Regions from separate parts of the Oryza sativa genome. Here region 2 is linked to region 1. The links are chromatin contacts, called in public HiCAR-type maps. All regions are on one chromosome and are shown on one strand. Each heading gives the region's core, a stretch centred on a gene start, on an enhancer-like site or on the middle of the called end of the contact. The rest is flanking DNA. Distances are from core to core; before and after follow the strand shown.

Region 1 (6,311 bases), core at 605-3,104:
TTCTGAGTCATCGCTCCTATAGACCTGCATTGAAGAGATCTTACTGGCCCATCTCACAGATTTGAGGATCTTCGCTGTCCAGAGCGTATCAATGGAGTATGAAGTGAATTGTGGATTGGCCAACACCACAGCCACATTCTTCACCATCTGCGCATTCTGGACGAAGTACTTCAGGAAGGATATCGCGTTGGCCTCCCCTTTGAATTCACGGAATGTAAGCACATTGACATGGGACACGATGCTTTCGATTGGGCCAGCATCATCCCAGAAATTGGGGCTTACCAAGCTGGTGGCTTCAGAACATTTTGCACACTGCAGAAATGGTTAAATCAGTAAATGTTTCAGAGTTCAGCTAGCAACTAATTGATCATGCAGTAGCACAAGAAGGCAATGAGGCAGGTTCAATTCATACCACAACATGCAGGGACTCAGCATTGGGAAAGCATTTGAGGAAGTTGGGCAGCATCTGGGCATCATGCCTGACTCCAAAATTCACATTCAACCCCAGGATCTTGACGCTCGTGAACAATGCGCTTGGGCTCGACCTGATCCCAGCCTGAAATCCATTAAGATGGAAATGGATTGTTCAGATATTCAAATATCAGAATTTGGGACATCAGCAATTCAGAATCAGAGTGAACAAACAAACTGAACAGTAAGAGGTTAGAGATGATGGCAATGGCATACGCACACTGACAAAGGTGTCATGGATCTCCAGCATGTGGAATCCTGTCTCCAAGTTTCCCAACAAGCGCAGCCTGGGGGCATGGACGATCTTGACCCTGACGCAGGAGTCATCCTTGCTCAAAGAATCATAGAGCACGAGCCGCTCGAGGCATGGCGCGTCCACCACGGCGAGATTCTCCACGCAACACGAGCAGATCTGCACGCAACGAAGGCTCCGGTGCTCCAGGCGGAGGCGCAACACCTGCGTGTTGCCTCCTTGGATGTTGAGGGTCTCCAGCACGGGGGATCTCGCCACGATGAACTCGACCTCGCGGCCCTCCTTCTCCATGGCGACGGCGTAGATGCCGAGCTCGCGAAGGTTGGGGAAGGCGGTGTTGGTGGGGAGGCCGGCAATGTCGGGGAACTTCCACATGCCGATGTAGAGGCGGGTGAGGGTGGAGATGCGGAGGATGGCGGCAGGGAGAGCCGCCTCGAACGGCCATGGGCGGTTGACGAGGATGAGGTCGTCGACGCCCTTGGCGGCGAGGAACCGGAGCCAGTGCTCGAGCTGGGCCTGGTACGATCCCATGAAGCCGCAGAGGAGGTGGACGCAGCGGAATGGCCCCGGGTGCGCGGCGAGGATGCGGGACACGGCGGCGACGATGCCCGGCGTGTCGGCGCGCGTCGGGGCAGAGGCGGAGACACCGAAGCTTCGACCTCGCGGGAAGAGGTGGGCGTCCACGAGGACGAGCGGCGTGGAGCGCCAGAGCGGGCGCCAGCGGCGGGAGAGCGCGGCGGTGCGCGCGGCGTCCTTGACGGGGAGGCGGGAGACGATGTTGCGGAGGATCGCGTCGGGGAGGGCGCTGATGCGGTCGACGCCGTCGGAGGCTGCGGCGGCGCAGGCGGCGTGGGTGCGGGCGGCGGCGATGGGTACGGGTGGGCCAGGGAGCAACCCGTAGATGTGCGTCATCAAGTACTTGGTGCACTCCTCCAGCTTGCGCGGGTCGTCGCCGCGGCGGCGCGCTTCCGCCACCGTGGCGGGGTCAAGGTAGATGATCGGCGCACCTTCCGCCATGGATTCCGACGACGCCGCCGGCTAGGGTTTGGTTTGGGGTTCTGGACGGCGGCGACGAGTCACTGTTGTGTGAGGGAGCGAGTGTCCCGAGTTTGGAGGGGACGTGTCGTCGTGTGAGTGGTGGTTTCGGGTCCGTGGGTTTCGTGTCCTATAGCAGGCCAAACGGGCGGCCCGGCCCAGCACGACACGGCACGCCGACGGCACGGCCCACTAGGGCACGGCCCGTTAGGCACGGCTCCTGTAGCGGGCCGTGCCGTGCCGGCCCACGTGCCAAGGCCACGGCCCAAGCACGGCCCAAGAAGGTGCTGGGCCGTGCCGGGCCGGCACGGCTACTGTAGTGGCACGTGGGCTGGTAGCCGGCCCACTAGTACATGTGGCCCATAAAAATTGAAATTTGAGGGGAAAAAAAGAAAAAAGGCAGAAAAAACATAATATAAAGGAAAAAATGATAAATATAGGATAAATGTGAGGAAAATTTAGGAAATATATCATAAAATATATGGTACAAATAGGATAAAATGTGGAAAAAAATAAAAAATATGAGAAATATATGGGAAAAATTAGAAAATCGTAGAAAAAATAAATGGGCCGGTGGGCCGTGCCATGCCTGGGCCGTGCCGTGCCGGCACGCTACAGTAAACGTGCCGTGCCGTGCCAGCCCACGGGCTGAGGCATCGGCCCAAACACGGCACGGGATAACGGGCCGTGCCGGCACGGCCCACAGGCTGACGTGCCGTGCCGGGCCTGGGCTGGCTACAGTACTGTCGTGCTCGGGCCGGCCCGGCTTGGCACGGCCCATTTGGCCAGGTATATCGTGTCCTGGTTGGGCCAAATGTCGGTAATGAGTTGCACCTGGGCCCATGAATCAGTAACTCCACGTTTCTATGTTCCCATTTTCCAGATATTTAGGCGTTACTTTGGATTTTGTTCTCACTCAAATTTAACTTGACGAAATATATAAGAAAAAAAAGGGAAACATTTATATCAGAATTAGTTTCAGACTATCAGTAAGGATTTGTTTGAAATTAAAGTCCGTTTAGCTTTTGTTAGACGGAACAAACCAGCATACTGGTTGCATTGATATCCATCTAGGTCACCTCCCACATGTGGCTGAACGGACTACTAGAAAAATAATTTTTTACAACGAGGCCTATAAAATTTATAGGTGGACCATATTTTAGCTGCGATTATCCACCTGCGCAGTTACGTAGAGAGGGATCCGATTTTCCCCCACTCACAGACGGATGGTTTAAAGGGATCGCCTGCAATAATATTCTTAATTTTCACAGGTGAACCACTAAAACCCCCGCCTGCAAAAACCGATTGCCGGACAACCCACTAAAAAAACAAATCCTCACGTATGTCCTTATCCCCAAGTCTCCAAAAATCTAAGTTTACCACAACCACTCCCTGTCTATCCTTATCCTCTCCCTCTCCCTCTCCTTACCATCCTCTCCCTCTCCCTCTCCTTACCGCGTGCAAGCCCAGCTACAAAGAGCAGCGATAGTTCGGCAAGGAGGAGGGCCGAAGGCGGCGACAAAAAGGATGGCAGGCGGCAGCCGCCGCTTGACGAGGAGCGGCGATGAGGAAGAACGCCCACGATGGTGGCGGCTTGGCAAGGAGAAGGAGGGCTGGCAGCAGATTGACTCCTCCACTCCCGCCAGTGGCAGTGGCTCTGCACAAGGGTGACGGCGACCTACTTCCGCACCGAGCTAACCGTATCGACCAACGGCTATCTCTAGAGCTCCTTCGTTGTTCTTGTTCCTCTAAATCCAGATCTAAAAATTCTCTTTTTTTCCTTTGTGGCTTTCTACTAAAAGCCGGGTATTTGACCTCTAGTCTAAAAAAAATTCTCTCTTTTTTTCTCTGTTTATCTGGAATATGGGAATCTTGTTCTTCTCATCTGAGTTGTGACATTTTATATGAAATATGTGAATTTTGTTCATCTTATTTGTGTGGTGACATTTGATTTGATTTGTATTGTGCTTGATCTGTGCAAATGGCAGCTGAATGGGGATATTTTCAAATGTACTTTTACTTTTTTTTGCCGAAAATTATTAACATAGGCGGTTAGTTTTATCTACTCACCTGCAAATATCACATTTTCACTGGCGGACGGCTTAAAACAGCCGCCTGCGAAAATGATTTTTTGTAGGCAGACAAGAGGCCCACAAGCAAAAATCGTTGATTTTCATAGGCCTTAGGTGCAGGCTGAGGTTTTGGTCACATGAAAAAAAAAATATATTAGTAGTGACGACAGCATGAAATCCACCATCGCATGCCAACACGAAGTCCAGCAACCCGAAATCCTCATGCACGGCTGCGCCCTAGCAATGCGAAATCCACCAGCAACTGGCTCCTGCTTCTTCTTCAGCTCAGCACCGGCAGGGCTCTACTGCAACGACACACATATCTCCATCTCAACCAATTCACTGTCCGTCCTCGTTGTCTTCCATACAAGGCCATGCATCTATCCAGCAGCAACAGCAGCTCAGGTTATCTATCAAGAAATCAAGACAAGGCTTTGATTTCCATGATTTTCAAAACTCCATCGCTGCATGCACTCCATCTACATTTTGTTTTTGTGATCAATACTCTTCATAAGAAGAGTGCGACTCTCCATCCTCAAACCGGGTGAAATGCGGCAGCCACCCAGCATTTTGCACACACGATTTCCCAATGCACCACAAATTTCTGTACACATAATTTCAATCCACCTTTCAAGCAAATCACTCAAAAACACACCAGCTATTCTAAATAATCTGGCCTGCCCAAATTACTGACAGTGTTAAATTATGTCATAAACAACAGGTACTTCGTACCTCACAGCATGTCAGCATCAGCTGAGCATGCAACTTGAATATTTGTAACTCTCTTTTCTCTTTTGAAAGGAACAAGAGGAACAATATTGCAGCAGAAAGAGACAAAAGACAGGGTAAGGTTAAAATCTTCTCCTCAAGTGCAATAGAATTACCAGATGGACAAGATAGATAATTCTCCACCGGCAATCTATGGAAGATGAGTTAACAGCAGGCTTCACTTTATCGATTTAGCCCATTTGATCGGAGGTCACCGAATCTCGAAATTTCAGAAATTTCGGTCCGAAATTTTGAACAAAATTTAGTTGAATTTGAACAAATGTTACCAAAATTCATGAAAAATTTGAAAAATTTCGGCCGAAGTAATATCGTATCGGAGGGGACCGAAATAACCAAAATTTCGGTCCGAAATTTCCAACCCTGGTTAACAACAGAACAAAAAAAAATGGGGTTTAAGTCTTAAATTAAGCAACATTTGGTGAAAGATGCCTCGTAAATCGCAATCCAGTTGATGGTATCATCATAAGGCATAACCACTAGAGATGAACCTCAAAGTAGAAGAATCCAAATGATTATACATAATCTGATGATAATTGACTTTACAAAGCTAATAATTAACTCTATGAAATTGGAAGTACTAAACTGTGGTACCAGACAGAACAAAACACTTCGTTTAACATCCAAAAGACATGTATAAGATTCCAAACAAAACATGAACTTGCTCAGATATTAGTGATTCTAACTAGCATCAAAGGAATTATTGAGCAAAGTAGTGCACTGTAACATCAACATGTAAAACAGTGAAGGTAAAGTACGATACCATACTACCAGATAGATCAAAGCGTCCAGTTAACATATAAATCACATTGGTATGATTGCAAACGATTGCATGAACTTGCTCACATATCACTGGTTCTGACAAGCATCAACGAAAAATTTAGCAAAACAGTGCAACATAACATCATCATCGTCCAACAACAAATGAAACGCATAGCAGACACAGTAGTTCTTAGTTGTCATCCAGAAAACATAATTTGACATTTGCATGATAGATAACACTATTCAAGCACTAATTTCAACACTTCTCAAGACAGTATAATCAAGTCCGCTGTCCAATCTTCAATAAAAGGGAAGCCGAAACTCTAACATGAATACCATGAAGCTGCAAACAGAGCACTAACCACTTCCAAAGATATTTGTCTTGGATCACAAAATGACATGGAAATGCATCTTTTTCTTTCAGTAGTCCGTGAAAGGGTCAAAACGAGAAAAATCAGATCCTCTCTTGAAGCTCCAAATGTTACACTCTTCAGGTTCTGTACTTGGGGTGACCAGGACTAAACAACCAGTCGGCCGTTTTGCAGCCCTCAGAACCTCCACCTTGGAACGCACCTCATCCATCGAAGAAAAACTTCCAGTGTCAAACAAAATGACCACTATCTTCAGCACCCGCGTAGTCTCGAAGAAAAACTTGAGAAAGTTAACCTCACTCCGAGTGCCATGAAAATCATGGAAAACAATCATCTGGATGCTTGACCGAATGCACTCGATGGGACCAGACTCCTGCCAGAACTTGAAGTTGAGCTTGCCAGTGGTTTCATCAGTTTTTCCAGACTGCAAATTGGTTAGATCAGTCACCAGAGATTTGTTCATCAGCTAGTGATGACAGATTAAGATGCAAATGAATGTGGATGGAGGTGTAATTTCACCTTGATGTGGAGCCTCTCAATGTTGGGAAAGCATCTGAGGAC
Region 2 (6,663 bases), core at 2,711-5,210, 240 kb after region 1:
GTCTGCTTCTCTTCTCTCTCCTCTCTTCTCTCCTCCACCTCAGCATTTAGCCGGCTTATAGCCTACTATTATACTTGCTGTAACACAGCCTGAAGTGAAACAAACAGTGATATTATAAGTAATGATAAAGAGCGTTAACTTGCATAGTAGTGTGTCCTTTTATAAGTGAACAAAGTGACGAAGCCTCAAATGACATATTTGTTTGTACAAATGAAATAAAGCAGCAATAAATAATCAATTGTCTGAATCTAACACAGTTCTTGCAACAATCCCTGCAGGCTAGAACAAAGAGCTTTCAATACAGATGATTCAATCAATATGTGGATTCATTTACCATTTAAAAAATTTCCATTGGGCTTATACCATAGTAACTTCAATGCAAGCAGTACGCCTAAATCCTAATGTAGTGATAATATTATTACTGGATTAGTCAACTAATGTTTGGTAGCCAACCCAGCTCCCCTGTAAAACAGCAAAAAGAGGAAAGAAAATAAGAAGATATCGATGTACAAGACCAGAAATGCAGAACGGTGGAATTGAAACCACAACACAAATATCATTTCAAAGCTAAAACGTGTACTAACTTCTACTTGTTCATCTAAGGGGTGAACATGGAAAAACAAGCAGGAAAAAAACAAACTAGCTTTCATTAATGAAAAATCCAGGCAGGGATGTTCCCCATTCCCAGTGTTGATCATCAAAAAAACAAGCAATTTTAGCAATAGTATATCCAAGGTTATGGAAAAAAAGCGTTGGTATTTACTCTTTCGATCCGGCGCATAAGGCAAAATACAGGGATTGATGAAAAAATAAATTCATTGCTGAAAGTGATGGACCAAATATAAGGTGAGTTGCTTGATGCTTCATGGTGTCACTTTATCTAGCTTTTGTCCCCCATTTAGCATTTTTATTGTTTTAGCTCTGAGATAGACAAACAAATCCAGCTTTAGAACCCGTCATTGGGCAAGCAATTATAAAGAAAAATAGTTATAAGAAATTTTAATTACCTTACAAAGTAGAAATACTTGTATACTATTAAGGTTCTATCTAGTGATGACTGCGCATGTCACAGAAGGCGAGTCCCACGAACTTTGACCACCAATGTACCCCGACCAAGGTGGTAAGAACCCACAGATTTTGACAACCTATCTACCCCAACCAAGAATCTTAACATAGATACATGTATTGCAGCAAGACATCAGTACATGTTAAACCAGCAGTACGACAAATTACCATGAAACACGGGTGGAGAAGTGCTTTTTACTCTCGGTTCATGACCCCCCTGTAGTCCCGGTTTTTCAACCGGGACTACGAATCCGGGACTAAAGATCGCTATCTTTAGTCCCGGTTCAAATAACCGGGATTAAAGATGGATCTTTAGTCCCGGTTGGTGTTACCAACCGGGAACCGGGAGTAAAGAGAGAATAGCGGCAGTTCCAGACGGTCCATTTTTCTTTTTTTTTTAATTTTCTTCCAAATCAAGTGGGAAGCATATCCTCAAATCAAAGTAACATCCCAAATCCACATCACAAATAAAGTAACATCACAAATCTTAAAGTTACATATACACACAAATCAAATACATCACAAATCCTAAAAAATTACACACAAATCAAATACATCACAGGTCAAATACATCACAAATCCTAAAAAATTACACACAAATCAAATACATCACAGGTCATCTCAGATCCATCCAATAAATCACAAAATTATACATGTGAATCACAAATTAAAAAAAAAAGAGAAAATAACGCTGTTGCTGCCGCCGGCCCGCCGCCGGCCGGCGCGGCCCCGCTGCCCCGGCCTGCCGCCGGCCACGGCCCCGCTGGCCGCCGGCTGCCAGATGGGAAGGGGAGGTGGATGGGCAGGAAATGGGAGAGGAGGAGGTAGAGGAGAGGGGAGGGGATGAGGAAGGGGAGGAGGTGGAGGGGAAGGGGAGGATGGGTAGGAAGGGGAGAGGAGGAGGTGGAGGAGAGGGGAGGGGATCAGATGAGGAAGGGGAGGCGGTGGAGGGGATGGATCGGGATGAGGATGGACCGATGGAGGAAGGGAGGAGGAAGGGAGAGATTCGATCTATGGAGGAGAGGATAAGGGATAGGGATTATATACTACGCTTCGAATTTTAATTCCGGTTGGTGTTCCCAACCTGGACTAAAGATCGGTTTGATCTTTAGTCCCGGTTGGTGTTCCCAACCGGAACTAAAGTGGTGATCTTTAGTCCTGGTTGGTGTTACCAACCGGGACTAAAGATCCTCGGCCCCCATAACATCAATTTGACAGAGGATGAACCGGGACTAAAGATGATTTTTAGTCCTGGTTGGTATAGAATGTCTCTGAGGTTTTCAACCGGGACTAAAAATCATCTTTAGTCCCGGTTCTTTTTAGAACCGGAATTATTGTGGTTTTGGGTCGACCCAGCAAAGATCATTTCTCCACCAGTGAAATCTAAAATCTCCAGTTTGTTCTTATCAGTTTGTGATTGGTTTGAGCGAACAAATAAAGTATCTAATTGAACTAGCTAGATATATGAATTAATTTAAGCAATGTAGTGAAGTCCCAGAAAAAAACTGTGTCAAGAGGGGCTTACTCATAAGGATATTGCGCCTGCCAGGCATGGGAAAGAAAGTCCCCGGACAGTATCGCATATGCTGTAAACCTGTTTCCATTGGTTGGAGATCACAAGGGTACGAGTAGACTCGAGGTAATCTTGTGACAGGGGTCCCTCTGTTGTGTATGCTCTAATGGTGAGAAGCTCCTTGGTGTGCTCAGGTAAAGATGAGAATTGGAGAGGGTCATCGTTGGACCATGTAAATGAACAGAAGCCAGGTCTGTCAGGGAGGTGATCGAGGAAAATAAATCTGCCAGTGCTAACAATCTCCTCCTCATCCTCAAAGTTGGTCACCATTCGGATCTCAACAATTGACAAGGACAGGCACCCTGTAGGTGTGATGCTTGGGCTTGCAACGGCGGAGGCTGGACAGGCACCCTGTAGGTGTGATGCTTGGGCTTGCAACGGCGGAGGCTGGACTGCAGAGACGACTTTGATCCTGTAAGCAGTGATTGCATTGGTAGTGTTCGATAAGCCAAGATAGAGCGTTCCTGTTCCCTGAAGAGGGACGGCACGTCCATGAAACGGCAGGTCATTGTCGTCGAGTTTGCGCCATTCCTCCGTCTCGACGTCGAACATGTGGGTGCCCGTCTGCCCGGTTATGGACAGCAGAATGTAGGAGGCAACTGCTACATGGGACTTGACGGTGACCACCGGCGGGAAGATGTAGTCAGTTGGGGTGAGGTCCCAGGGGAAGAATGGCGGGCGAGGCAGTGGTCTCCACTCGCAGCCCACCAGACGGTCCGAGGCATCGTCGTCCACCCGAGCCACGGAGAGATCGAGCACCTCGAACCAGGGGACGAAATTGACGTCCCCCGTCACGGCTGGCCTGCGCGCCAGGGCGTAGATCTTGTCGCCGAATGGTAGCAAGATCGGGCAGAGCTTGGTCGACAAAAGCTTGGGTCCCGAGATCTCCTTGCGCATCACGGTGTCGAAGACGATGGTCTCATCAGGGCCGTAATTCCGGGCTGAGCTGCCGCCGACGCCAACGATCCACGGCGCGTGCCTCCTCGACCGCACGGAAACGAAAGACATGTAGTGCTTGCCGGTCAGGTGAGCGAGGTAGGGCAGGAGGGGTAGCGGGGTGTCGCCGCCGTCGTCAGCGTTAGCTGGAAGGTGTGGGTTCACCTTGAACAAGGAGTAGGAAGGGCGAGTGACTCCATGGCCGACCACCAGGTACACCGACGACGGAGACTCCGTATCTCTGATACGAGCATCTTCTTCATCTTCTTTGGCCAGTTTCTGCTTCTTGCTCCGGCGGAGCATCTCCACCCGCCGCCGCTGGTTCGCAAGTTGGGGTTGAGGATCGATCTCTCTGTCTCTCTCTCGTGAATAGTTTTTTTTTTTTTATCTTCTCTCGTGAATAGTTAGGGTTGGGGATTGATACGCATGGAGTGACCAGTGTGCTTATAGATGGCCAAAAGGCCCGTCCGGCACGGCCCGGCCCAGGCACGGCTGGGATCGGCACTTCATGCCGGGCCGTGCCGGCCCATGGGCTGCACCTCCCGCCCAAGCATGGCCCACCAGCTGTCGGGCCATGCCGTGCCGGCCCGAAGGCATGGGTGGCCCATGGGCCTTTTTTTCAATAAGTCTAGCTTTCGTCCCTCCTCTTAGGGCTATTACATATGTATAGCTAAAATAAGTCTATTTTTCGTCCCTCCTCTTTGGGCTGACATATGTATAGCTAAAATAAGTCTATTTTTCGTCCCTCCTCTTTGGGCTGACATATATAGATAAAAAAAGTCTATTTTGCATCCCTATTCTTTCATCCATTGCTATAATATGTCATTTTTATTCCCCTAGTTTCTTGTGTATCGGGCCTGGCTGCCGGCCCATCGTGCCGGGCCGGCCCATCGTGCTGGTGGAGGGGCCCAGGCACGACCCCGACCTCCGTCAGGCCGTGCCGTGCTTGGGCCGGGCCAAAATGCCGTGCCATGGGCCTGGCCGTCGGGCCTCGGGCCTTTTGGCCATCTATAAGTGTGCTATGTCCACCGTAGGTTTGCATCAGGATTCGGACGTCCTAGCTAAGATGGGGGTTAGTATTTTCATACGTGGGCTATGTATTCTCATTTTATGTAGGGAAAAAGTCCTATCTAACTCTCCACCATCGGTGCTAGTTGAGAACCCCTTTGGTGTCGATTTTCCCAATCAGTACCACGGAGGCAGCATGATGACTTCGGTCATCGGTGCCAGCTTTCGAACCAGCATCTATATGGATAAAGATGTCGGTTTTTTATATTTTAAAACTGGCACCTTTAAGGTTTCACGAATAAAAAAAGCTGGAATAAAAAAAGCTGGCTCGATGCATCAGCTTGATTCGAGCCGAGCAGCTCCCTTTCACCCCCAAACAATCTCAAGATTCACATGAACAAGAATTCTTTTGCATGAACAAGAACAAGAACACATGAGAAACAACCTGACCAACACTACAAGAAATATGACCTTTTGTGATGAATTCCTCGTGACATCGGAACTATTCATCATTAGCACATTCCATTTTATGACGATTAGTATGAGATAGGATGGCTTAGTGACGAAAAAAAAGGTGTTCGTCGTTAATACCAACTAGAAATTGTCATAAAGTATTTTAATGGAACATTGTGACGAATATTAATTTGTTATAAGGGGCAAAAATCAAACGTCACATATTTATATAATACATTTCTAGAAAAACTATATTAAAAGTTAAAGCAATTTACTCAAGTGAATTAACGAGGAAACTAAAATTTTCCTTTAAAAATCATGGTCGGAAATATTTTTGTAATATTCTATGTGGTCTAAATTATTCTCTAAAATTTTCCGTGAATTTTCAGAGCTCAATAACTAGTTTTAATACCACAAAGTTCATTTAACCTATTGAAATAAATAGAAAACAAATTAAAATCCCTCTCTTTGTGCTTGGGCATTTTTCGGCCCAAGTGTTACTCTCTCCCTCCCTCAGCCCACAGCCTCTTTCTCTCTCTCCTCGGGCCGGCTTCCCCTTCCCCTCCTCCCTCTTCGGGTCGTCTGCCCAGCCCTTTTACTCCTCCCTCGCCGAGAAGTACATTTTGCCTCCCTCCTCTCAATTCAAATAATTTTTCGGGTAGTAAATGATTTCAAATGAAAAAATTGTCAACAACAAAGTTGTATAACTCATCAAGATCTACAACTTTTGTTTTGGTCATTTTTGCTATATGACTTTGTTTCAATAATTTGAATTTGAATTTCAAATTATGACAACTTCAAACAAAATTTTCAAATACTAAATGATTTAAACTGAAAATGTCATCAACAACAAAGTTGTATAACTCGCCAATATCTATAACTTTTATTTTCGTCATTTCTTCATCCGACAAAATGATAGAAACATTGTTCATAAAATTTAAATCTCTCTCTTATAAGAGATGTAACTTTTGTCAACAATATTACTATTACTTTGGCGGATAAAGAAATGACCAAAATAAAAGTTATAGATATTGTTGAGTTATACAACTTTGTTGTTAATGACTTTTTCATTTTAAATCATTTAGTATTTGAAAATATTGTTTGAAGTTGTCATAATTTGAAATTCAAATTCAAATTATTAAAACAAAGTCATATAGCAAAATAACCAAAACAAAAGAGGGCGCCACCACCTCCACCGCGGCACCTCGCGCCGGTCCGACGCCTCCCCTCCCGGGTGAATCTGCCGCGGCTGCCTCCACCGATGTTGGGTGTTGACGGTCGTTATCGATCAGTTTCGACCGTCAATATTACCAAAATAGAGGAGAACTAGTGATGCTTGCCATGCATATATATGTTAGAATAATAATATTCCACTAGTATTAGGTTTACTAACCTTGGCAGAGAATGACCATAAAGTGGACGAAAATCGACATCAACACAGAAAATAAATCAATCGGACGATGTCGAGAATCAAACTTATGCATGAATGGGCCAATAACTCAGAATTGACACGACAAACTGGGACAAAATTCACAAGTCTGCAGAGAAGAACAACTGAGGAGGCCACCTGCCGAATTTGGGCCAGGTTGGGCAGGCCCCTGGTTCGGCCGAACCCCCTGGCGCCGTTG

Evidence for each region. HiCAR-type assays count read pairs that join an accessible place to other places.
Region 2: a HiCAR-type map of leaf shows a contact between it and region 1, with 2.7 times the contacts expected there. The contact joins the promoter of LOC4335182 here to the promoter of LOC4335171 in region 1. A contact is called at or near these places in 1 of 15 Hi-C or Micro-C datasets (leaf) and 1 of 4 datasets of contacts at active chromatin or transcription factors (leaf).

Annotation. Positions count from the first base shown.
Region 1 is chr4:7,358,699-7,365,009 of ASM3414082v1, forward strand. It overlaps LOC4335171 (putative FBD-associated F-box protein At5g53635), which reads right to left and starts at 1,855. Exons shown (of 3, transcript XM_015779617.3): 1 at 692-1,855; 2 at 413-556; 3 at 1-312. The coding sequence starts at 1,741. LOC4335172 (F-box/LRR-repeat protein At3g26922) reads right to left here. Exons shown (of 3, transcript XM_015779540.3): 2 at 6,270-6,311; 3 at 5,433-6,174. The coding sequence ends at 5,800.
Region 2 is chr4:7,594,171-7,600,833 of ASM3414082v1, forward strand. It overlaps LOC4335182, which reads right to left and starts at 3,961. Exons shown (of 2, transcript XM_015779829.3): 1 at 2,591-3,961; 2 at 306-462. The coding sequence starts at 3,877. The coding sequence ends at 2,591.